Linked DNA regions of Rattus norvegicus: region 1 is linked to region 2. The links are chromatin contacts, called in public Hi-C maps. All regions are on one chromosome and are shown on one strand. The core of a region is the stretch at or near the end of the contact, and the rest is flanking DNA. Distances in the headings are between cores, read along the strand shown.

Region 1 (4,817 bases), core at 479-2,978, 120 kb after region 2:
TACCTTAGTCTCCCAAATGAGGGGATTACAGGAGGGCACTGCAGAGCACAGCCAACTTCGGACAATTTGACCTTGCTCTTTAAACCTTACAATCAGTTGATGCAGTACACCCCTGAGCAATATAAGCATGCATGTGTGTATTTATATAATAATTCTCACGAAATAATAATGACCACCACCTATGTGCCATTCCATGTGCTAACCACTGAAAGGGTCATGCTGATAAATTCTGTCACAAACTCTTTATCAGAGGTATTATTTCTCACTCCATTCTGTAATTAAGCATTTTCGGAAAAGCTTAAGACAAAAGTGCTGCTCTAGAGGTTCAGTTAAGAACATGGCTCTTAGCTGGGCAGTAGTGGTGGTACATGCCTTTATTCCCAACACTTAGGAGGCAGAGGCAGGCGGATCTTTCTGAGTTGGAGGCCAGCCTGGTTTACATAGTGAGTTCCAGGATAGCCAAGGCTACACAGAAAAACTTTGTCTCAAAAAAAGAAAAACAAGAACAAAACAACAACAACAAATGAACCTGGTTCTTGCTCTAGGAATGGAACCCAAGGAGTCAGATTCCAGAGCCAGGCTATTCCTGAATGAAAACGATTTAATGACTGTTACTACAATGGACGTGTAGACCTAATTTATAGTTGCTTATCTTTTTTTTTTTTTTTTTTTTTGGTTCTTTTTTTCGGAGCTGGGGACCGAAATAGTTGCTTATCTTGATAGCAATTCATTCTCTAATTTCTACCAACAGTATAATTCTGGGAAGTGTGGGTAGATTATAGATTAACCATTTTAATTTGTATAAGGAAATTTAATTCACCCCAACAGTAAATCAGAATTGGAATACTCTGGTTTACTATAATTTTTAAAGGAAACTTCTATTTAGTATGAGAGTTGCATTTTAATTTGGTCTATGATCCATAATTTGAAATTCAGGGCTTGGGAAATTGAAAATGTTTTGACAAGTATTTGGAAACTTTGCATAAGTCCCAATAAACTTATAGTTGGATGTGAATATAGTTTGTTAAAGTTGCCTTTTGTATGAAAATGGCAGGTTAACAGGCAGAGCAAGGAAGATTGTAAGTTTGAGGTCAGCACAGTGTATTTAAACAACCAAACTCTCTAAAACAAACAAATTCTATCTTGTTTTGTTTGAAACAGGGTCTTTCTTCAAAGCCCTGGCTGTCCTGAAATGTAGAACAGGTTGGCCTTGAACTCAAAATCTACCTGCCACTGACTTCTGAGTGCTAGGATTAAGGCATGCACAACCACCTTAAAGAAAAGCAATATGAAAAATTAATTCCCTAATTCTACATTTCTATCTTTAATTAAAAAAAATATTTTGGTGCTGGGCATTCAATCCGAGGGTCTGACACACTTTCCAATGAACTATATTTCTAGCTCTCCCATAAAAATATGTTGGGAACTATCCACTTCAACAGAAGAAGTTTTCCCTGGCAAACAAGCTATAATTAACCCTTCTTTCTTGGACTTCGATGCTAAAACTACTGTAAAAAGGACAGAGAACCAGGACTAGTAGTGATTGCTTCAATCCCAGGATCAGAGAGAGGCAGGGACTGCCAGAGGACCCCTGAACTACATACAAAGTTACAGGCCTGTTAGGGTTCCACAGTGATACCTGGTCTCCAAAATAAATACGTACATATTTACATACACACATATATACATACAGACAGGAAAAATACAGAGAACTGGGCTCTTACTTTTTTTTTAGATGTATTCATTTATTTTATGTGTGTTATGGATGTGTGGTGTGTTGGCCTTCTTGCTCGGATAGAACGGTAACCTGCGACTTGGAAGACCAAGATCCACACAGCTCTGAGAGGAAGCCTCCTCAGCAGTGACATTGCAGGTCTCAGGAGAGGGTAGCCACAGCTGAGCTGAGTTCGCTCAAGAGTCCCAGCCCCACTTCACTTCTTTGCTTCTTCCCTTCTTCTCTCCACTGTTTCTTGGCCTCTTGTGCTGAAAGTTTCATAGCCAGAAGCACATCTCATAAAAGAGATTTATTGGAGGGATGAATCCAGCGGGGAGGAGGGAGGAGTCCAGATGTGGCTACCCTCTGCTCCTGGGAGAAGACAGTAAGCGATTGGACAAGAGACAGACATAGAGAAGATGTCTGATGAGGTGGAGATTTCCAGAGTCAGGATTGGTAGGATTTCAAGTCTGGAGCTTGAGGAGACCAGGGATTGGTGGGTTTTCCTGCTCAGGGATTGGTGGCTTTTTTCATTCCCTTTGTTTTAACTGCTGCCGCCATTTTGACAGTTCTTGCAGAATACTGCTCAGGAACTACATGGTGCTTATGAAGGTGCCAGAAGAGAGCATCAGATTTTCTAGGAAAAGCACACAGAGCTCCTAACTGCTGAGCCATCTCTCCAGCCCGAAGCCCTAGGCTTTTTAGCTCTTAGCTTTTGAAACTCCAGTACCTGAACTTTCTAGCAGAATAATTTTTGCATTGTAAATTTGTTTGGGACATCTGACTCAAAGAAACACTTTTGGATAAAACTGGGGCAATGTTTCTCTTACTGCCGGTGTGCTTGCTCTCGCTTAAATCGTTTCCTTATCTGTTCCCCAGCTCTGCAATTCCTTCTTTATACTTCTTCGGCACACTTTGGTCTTAATTTTAAAATCAAATTTCTAATTTTCAGTTCTGCCAGCGGCCTCACACACACACAGTTTGTACAGTGTGCAGAAACACTTGGATTCTTTGGGATTCTCAAATGACAAGTGGTGCGAAGTATAAAGGAGAAAACAACATATGTTAAAAGCACGATCAGTGGAGAATACACACATCTTTCTGGGGGAAGAAATGCCTTTGGGGGAAAAAACAGGCTAGAGGAGGAAACCACCCACAGGTGGGAAAGGAAGAGGCACATTTAAAACAGGTGCACAGAACTAATCTTAGTTTTCCAAGGATTAAAGTAACGGCAAGAAACATTATACCGTTATCAAGGGGGGACCACTCAGTAAGTTGGTCACTGAAATCCATTTGGGGGTGAGTTGGGTTAAGGTGTACTGTACTGGAACTGGATTACAAAAATGAACAGAGTCCCTGCCTTAAGCATGCCCAGGTTTTTGTTTTCTGTTTTTGTTTTTAACAACACCTTCAGATATTAAAAGGCCTTTCGCAATAGAAGCAATTAAAACCTTAAAACAGTCCTTAGGTTTCGCAGAGGAAGTGAGTTGTAGGCTGGAAACCAACAGAATTGTGATAGTTTCCTATTTTGGAAAAATGAATGAAATGGATCATTCAGAACAGAGAGAAAAGGGGGTTTTAGATGAAGATTGAGAACGTGTAACTGCAGCAGGGACTTGGCTCTGTATGTCTGCAGCAAAAGGTCCGGTTTGCAAACAACCTATACTGTGCGCGTGCCTGTGTGAATCATCTCGTTGACTCGCCACGTTCAGTAATAGCTAACGGTCCTTCAATATTTAGTGGCGCAGAGTCCACGCATTTTGATGAAATTTTTGTTACACGCACTCTTGGGGCTGTGTTGGGTAGGTAGGTGTGCGGAGCTTCTCGAGGTTCCCTTCATCTTTTTAAAAGAAGAAAAGCATTCAAATTAGCGGGAAGGCGGTTAACACCCGCAGTCCCGATTCTGCCGAACGCACCGCCGCTCGCCAGATTCACCAAGTCTCTCGGCTGCGGTCAGGGCCTAACAGCGTTAACTGCCGCGGGGCTGCAACCGCTGCGGAGTCGCGCGCTGCGGGCGTTGCACGGTCCGGACTGGAGCCAGGAGAGGGTCCAGGCTGGATTTTGACCAGCAGTTCCTTCAGCCAATTGGAAGCCAGATCGACTTTCCACCTACCAATAGGAGGAGAAAGTTCAGCTAGGGGGCGGGAACTCTTGGGCTTGAGGATTCGATCCCGCCCCGCAGCAGTCAAGGCGGGTGGAGGCTCCGCCTGAGCGGCGGGGAGCGGATTAGGGAGGAGGGAAGACCGGAAGCCACGGCCACGGCCCCGGCCCCATCCTTAGTTTCGCGTTCCCCCCGGAGCTGGGAGCCGCGAAGCTGGCGGAGGGAGAGGCTGGAGGCTGGCTGGGAGATAAAGGGAAGCGTCCCCTCAGCCCGCGCTCCCTTCTCAGTCACGGGCTCCTGGAGCGCGCCGCGGAGGACGCCGACGCCTCTCAGACCCGCGCTGAGGAGGCGCAGCCCGCGGCGGGGACTGCTCGGCGACATCTGAGGCCCATATCCCGCGCCGTCTCCACCGCCGCCATGTCCTCCACCTCCTCCTCCCCCAAGGAGGAGACGTACGAGGAGGACCGGGAGTTCGAAAGCCAGGCCAAGCGCCTCAAGACGGAGGAGGGAGAGATCGTCTACTCGGCTGAGGAGAGCGAGAATCGCCAGGAAGCGACGCCTCAGGCGGGGAGCGATAGCGACAGCGGCGGCGGCGACCGAGGCAGCGGCGGCGGCGGCGGCGACGGCGAGGAAGGCGACGGTGGAGAAGAAGGCGACGGCGAAGAAGGCGACGAAGGCGACGGCGATGAGAGAGGTAGCGGCGGCGACGAAGGCGGCAGCGGCGGCGGCCCTCGGAGCATGCCCCCGTCCACGGTAACAAAGCGCGGCGCCGCGTCCCTCCAGCAGGGCCCGGTGGCGGGGTTCGGCCTGGCCGCCCGTCTGCCCGCCCGCTCGCTCGCCCACCCGCCGCCGGCTCTCCGGCCTCTCCTATTCTGCTGCGTGCACACCGAGCGTGCGGTTGGGGACTCGGGCTTATCACTTATTTATTGCACACATTTCCCGAATCCTGACGGCGAGTGCGGGCTTGGGCTTCGGGTGCCGGGCCTCAGGGAGTCCGCAGCC
Region 2 (5,578 bases), core at 345-2,844:
TTTGCAGTTAATTCTGAATCTCAAAGGCCAAATCCTAGATGGTGGGGATCCACTGGGTACATTTTTTTTTTTTAGCATTTAAAATATAGACTTCCAAAATAAGATTTTCCCTTCCTTCCTTCCACCCTTCCTTTTTCTTTCTCTCTTTGTTTCTTCCTTCTCTCTTTCCTCCCTCCCTCCCCGCTTCTTTCCTTTCTTTGCTAAATGAGAAGAAAGAAGTCATATGGTTCAAGCCCCCCTCCCCCCTCCCTGGCTTTTCAAGACAGGACTTCTCTGGGTACAGCTTTGAAAGCCCTAGAACCCATTCTTTAGGTCAGGCTGGCACCAAACCCAGAGACCCACCCACCTCTGCCTCCCAAGTGCTGGGATGAAAGGCGTGCACTGCCACAGCCCAGCCTAATCTTTTTTTTTTTTCATTAATATGCTGTCATGTGTTTCACAGGCAGCTGTGTGGAGATTATGAAAATTTGTCCCTTAGATTTACCATGTCCTTGCAATTTTTTTTTTTTAGATAGGTGGGATGTCCTTTTCTGTGACTCCTACCACACTCTGGTAAAGTCTAACTCGTTACTTAAGAATTTTCCCATGGGCTAGAGAGATGGCTCATCAGTTAAGAACAAACCAGCTGCTCTTCTAGAGAACCCGGGTTCAATTCCCAGCATGCATACCAGCATCACAAAATGTCTGTCAATGTCAATTCCAGGGGCTCTGGTATCCTCTTCTGGCCTCTGCAGGCACCAGGTATGCATATGATGTACAAACATGCAGGAAAAAAAATACCCGTACACATACCATAGGGAGCCTCTAAGTCACACATGGTGATACACACTTGGGATCTTAGGATGAGGCAGGAGCATTGCCCTGAGGTTAAGGCCACCCTGGGGTACAGTGCAACAACAGGAAACACCAACAAACAACAGGGAGAAAAACGGAGTCATCTGTAATGTGGTGGTGCATGCTTGTAAGAGCAGCCCGTGGGGACTGGGCAGGAGCATTTCCGGTTTGAGATCAGCCTGAGTGACATAGTTTAAAAACACAAAGCTGGGCATAGTGGATCTCTGTGAGTTCGAGGCTGGCCTACTGGTCTACGTACTGAGTTCCGGAACAGCTAGAGCCACACACTAGAGAGAACCTGTCTCAAATATCTACATTTACAAAACAACAGAAGTCAGAGTACTGTGTGAACCATCGAACAGCATCTCTCCTGGGAGCACTCCCGCACATTAGATATTTATGTTACGATTTGTAACAGTAGCAAAATTACAGGCAGACTGAACCTTCCTTCCTCTTTGTTATCATCAGACAGACTTACTCAAACATTTACTACACTACTGGACTACAGCTAGCTTCCCGCCTCTTCCGAGGGCAAGTTCTAAAAGGGCAGGAGCAGTTTCCTGTCCTCCACGGCCGCCGGCCTGAGCTGGAACCTTTGCTTGATGAAAAAGCTAAGCTGCTGGAAACCGATGCTGGAGAACAAGAGCCACCGTGAAGGCGGCAGCAGTCTGTGACAAAGAACAAAAAGTCCAGATGGCTGTGTGAGTTGCCTCAAGCAGACCCCTCACTTTGCAGAGACGCTGACCCAGATGCTAACGGGACTTGCCCAAAGTGATATATCTCAAAGCCTCCCAGTGTCGACGACAGCCCTTCCTGATGCACTGCGATGTGTCTGCCATGGTGACAGCACCCTCCACCCTCAGCTCCCCAAGTCGTCTTGGTTTTTCTAAGACTCTGGAAAATGAACAAGTTCTTTTGACTTCAGTTCATCTGCATATATGTGTTTCTGCTTTGTGCTAAGAATAGAAAGGAGACGCCAATCACACTTTGAGCAAAGCCAAATGTGCAGAAAATGAAAATGAAATGGAACACATGTCCACAGACAGGATGCCATGTCATGGTTCTAATCTGAAAGCCACCAGACCCACCCATCTTTGTCCGTCTGTCCATATGTCTGTCCACCTATCTAGTGTGCTTTCTGAAGAGGATCCGTATCCTCCCGATATGGCTAGGCGTGTGTTAAGGTATGAGCCCCAAAACTTAAGCCTGGTGGTTGGTGACCTCTGACCTGAAAACGTTGAGATTCAGCTCGAGGGCACAGGAGTGATTTGACTAATCCTGCTTCCTCCTTCCACCAAAGCCTGAGGACAGACACACAGCAGTAAGGATCCCTCACAGGCTGTTCATATGGCTACAGGATAGCAGCTGTGGTGAGTGCGGGCTGCCTCAAACAGCTTGGGGCTTGCTGGAAAATTGCAAGAGGAGGGAGAAGAGACAAAGTTGAGAACGTGTGCAAAGGGGTGCTTTTCAGTGATGAGTTCCTGACCTAAGCTAATGCAGGGTACAGGTGGAAATGAGGTCATAAGTGGGTGGGTGAGTAGCAGAACAAAAGAGCAGAAGGATCAAAGGGCCACAGGTTCTTCAGGTGCTGAAGAATGATGGTCTCTGAGAGACCAACATCCTGAAGTGTGGCCACAGAGGGCTGCCATGGGAGGAAACCAGTCAGACCCAAGATAGTCACAGTGAGCAGGTGAAGAAGACAAGAGGGCGGTGGGGTGGGGCGTGGAGTGGGGACAGGATACGGCCAGTGTACACTGAAACAGCCAAGGTTGGCGACAGGAATGGTGCTGGAGTGACTGTGATCTAGACATGAGGGCGTGTGGACAAAGTCAACAGAGGACTCATGGACATGCCACTCTAGCCGCAGCATCTGCATTGCACTTCCTGAAATTTGTAAGAAGTGGATCTGGTCACTGAAGACAGAGCTTTCTGACAAGGCCAGACTCCGTCACCAGGAGTCAGTCTCCCTCTTCCTAATTGCTGACAAAGCGACAATTATTCACTCTCTGATAGTGAAGAGAAAGCTCACGGCTCTTCTGCAACCCATCCGCCTTGACCTTTCTCATCTCACTGAGTGTCTCACACTCAAGTCTTATGATAAGGAACATTGTCTTTCTTCCTGACTGTGGTCAACTGCACCCTGGTCTACTCCCATCCCTTGTGTGCCCTTGCTGACATGACACTGACACCCTTCAGGGACAGCTGACTGCTCTTTACTCTTTGAACTTGCATGAGCCTTAATAACCGCCTCAAACAACAGAGCTGCTGGTGTGTGATTCCTGAGACACAGTCATGAAATATAAAATGGCTTCAGCCTAGGCTGCTCTCAAGACATGTGCTCTAGAAGCCCAGCCACCATATCATTAGGAAGATTGAGTCATACCGGGGGCTCCCAACCAAAGGCCAACGCCAACAGTCAAACAAGGAAGGAACGTCTTCAGATGCTTGTGTGCCAGCTCTGACCTTTGCTGGAAGCCCAAGAGAATGACTTGCCTTAGAGAAAATTTCATATAAGCATTGCCTATCAATAAAAAAGCCAATGGCCAATGAGCCGAGGCAGGAAATAGGAGGTGGGACCCTGGCAGGAAGAGAGAGAGTTCTGGGAAATAACATGAGAATAAAAGGAGATGTAGAGAGAAGAGAGAGAGGAACTGAGGAAACTGCACATAAACCAGCAGGTAGATGAACTCAGGGAAATGCTGAGAGAGAAAGAAGCGGGCTGGGGTTGAAGAGACGTGACTAACCGCGTGGTAGATATAGGAAAGTTTGAATGGGTTAAATAAATTATGAGCTAGTCAGGGAGTGAGCCAAAGCTTATGGCCCAGACGAGTCGTGGCTTATGGCCCAGAATCTAATATATTTTAACAATTGTCCTGTCTAACAGGAACAACTAGACAATAAATGAGTGCATTGGGATGATTTATGTAGCAGTAGCTCCAGTAATCGCTCCAGGATGTTTTTGTCTCTGGGCACTGACTGACAAGTCCCTATGGAGGCCACGCTTCCTCCATCTTCCCTTTTGCACACTGTCTTTAAGTGCCTTCAGGAGAGTGTGAACCAGAAGCATGGATCCTTGAGAACACTTCTGGATGGGGCTTGGGGAAACCAAACACAGGGCTTCGCTGATCGCTTAAGTGCTCAAGGACCTGAGTTAACCCCCAGAATTTATATAAAAAAAACAGCTCCAGGAAGATGCAGAAAGGGAGCTGTTTGGAGCTCACTGGCCAGCAAGCCAAGCCAACTTGTGAAGTTCCAGGCCAGTGAGAGATCTCACAAAACAAGAAGGATGGAGCCAAAGGATCAACGGCTGAGCTTATCCTGTGGCTTTTGAGCGCATGTGCATACACACAGACAGGAGTGCATTTTTGAGTCCAACTCTTTTTTTTTTTTTTTTTTTTTGGTTAAACTGACCTTAAGAAGCCTAGAACCAGATGGCAGAGACAGACTTACAATATCAACTTTTACAGGGTTGTGGAGATGCCATGATTGTGGGATTCCAGTGGGCTAGCAAAGGTTTTGTAGTGGTGTGACAGGACTCTAACCTTAAGTGATGAGTTGGGATTGAGGAGGGACCGGAGATGTTGACACAGGAATAGATTTCTGCTTCCTATGAACTTATGCTTGGGACACAAGCTAGACACATTTATATACTATGACACAGATCCTAAGAGATTCCGAGCTCTCACAATTGGGGGTGTAAGTAAAAGACATATGAAATGGAAATGTGGGGTTTTTGGAAAGTCAGATGGTGCTTTGCTGGGGCAAACTTGTGAAGGAACATTTTGCTGAAGCAGACACAGGAGAGAGGCTGTGCAGCTAAAGCAAGCAGAAAGGACACGTGATGAAAGATTCATTGCTAACAACACACATGTATTCGTCTACCTTACATTACAGAGTTGAGCTACATTTGTTAGGACTCTATAGACAGAAAACTTCTGGTGGTGTGCTTCAGTTTCTTGCCGCTTCGGTGGACTCAGGCTGATTGGCAGAGTGAGGTCAGCTGAGACAGATGCACATGCTGAGGCAAGACACATGTTTGTGGCAAGACATGTGATGTTTGGAGGGAGTATAAAAAGGACTCCATGGACAGTGATGGAGGCTGGGCTTGGCTTGCTGGTATAGCTAGCTGTGCAGTGCTTGTTGGTCTCTGGTCTTCGCTGATCTTTGATTAGCTGAGTGAGGTACAACTGACTGCTGACTCCTGCTGACTCCGGCTGAGGCCTGGCTGTCTCTGCTAGGTAGTGCAACTGCTGCTGATTTGGGTTTGCTATTCCAACTTTACTGAACTGGACTGCTAGGGAATCCATGAAGTGTTTGCGAGTGGATAGAGCTGCCGCTGCTGACCTGTGAACTGAACTGCCGATTTCCTGATAACACAGACAAGAGCTGCTCCAAAGAACCTTTCTAAACAGGTCCACTTCCCCTGTATCCTTTCTTTTCCACTGCCTCTCAAGGGTAGTGGGCTACAAGGGAGGTTAAGGCATTTAGGAACTAATGTTAGAAATAGGTTTTGAGGGCTGGAGAGATGGCTCAGTGGTTAAGAGCACTGATTGGTCTTCCAGAGATCCTGAGTTCAATTCCCAGCAACCACATGGTGGCTCACAACCATCTGCAATGGGATATGATGCCCTCTTCTGGTGTGTCTAAAAAGCTACAGTGTTCTCATATAAATAAAATAAATTTTTCTTAAAAAAAAAAGTTTACCTCCTAAATAAAAAAGTGGTAACTTTTAGAAATAGGTTTT

What was found. Hi-C and Micro-C count contacts between places; a contact is called where the count stands out from the background.
Region 1: a Hi-C map of kidney shows a contact between it and region 2, with 5 times the contacts expected there. The contact joins the promoter of Hnrnpll here to the enhancer-like site in region 2. A contact is called at or near these places in 10 of 12 Hi-C or Micro-C datasets (the A7r5 cell line, the Rat2 cell line, Schwann cells and 6 more) and 1 of 1 datasets of contacts at active chromatin or transcription factors (oligodendrocytes).

The regions. Positions count from the first base shown.
Region 1 is chr6:20,718,285-20,723,101 of GRCr8, forward strand. Hnrnpll (heterogeneous nuclear ribonucleoprotein L-like) reads left to right here and starts at 1,729. Exons shown (of 13, transcript XM_233805.11): 1 at 1,729-4,568. The coding sequence starts at 4,233.
Region 2 is chr6:20,594,872-20,600,449 of GRCr8, forward strand. All of the region lies in intron 4 of Galm (galactose mutarotase), which reads right to left. Among named protein-coding and RNA genes, the nearest start is that of Srsf7, 34 kb to the left of the region's middle. Within about 2 kb of position 1,595, at least 4 of the 93 cell types and tissues checked have an H3K27ac peak or open chromatin away from gene starts, as enhancers often do.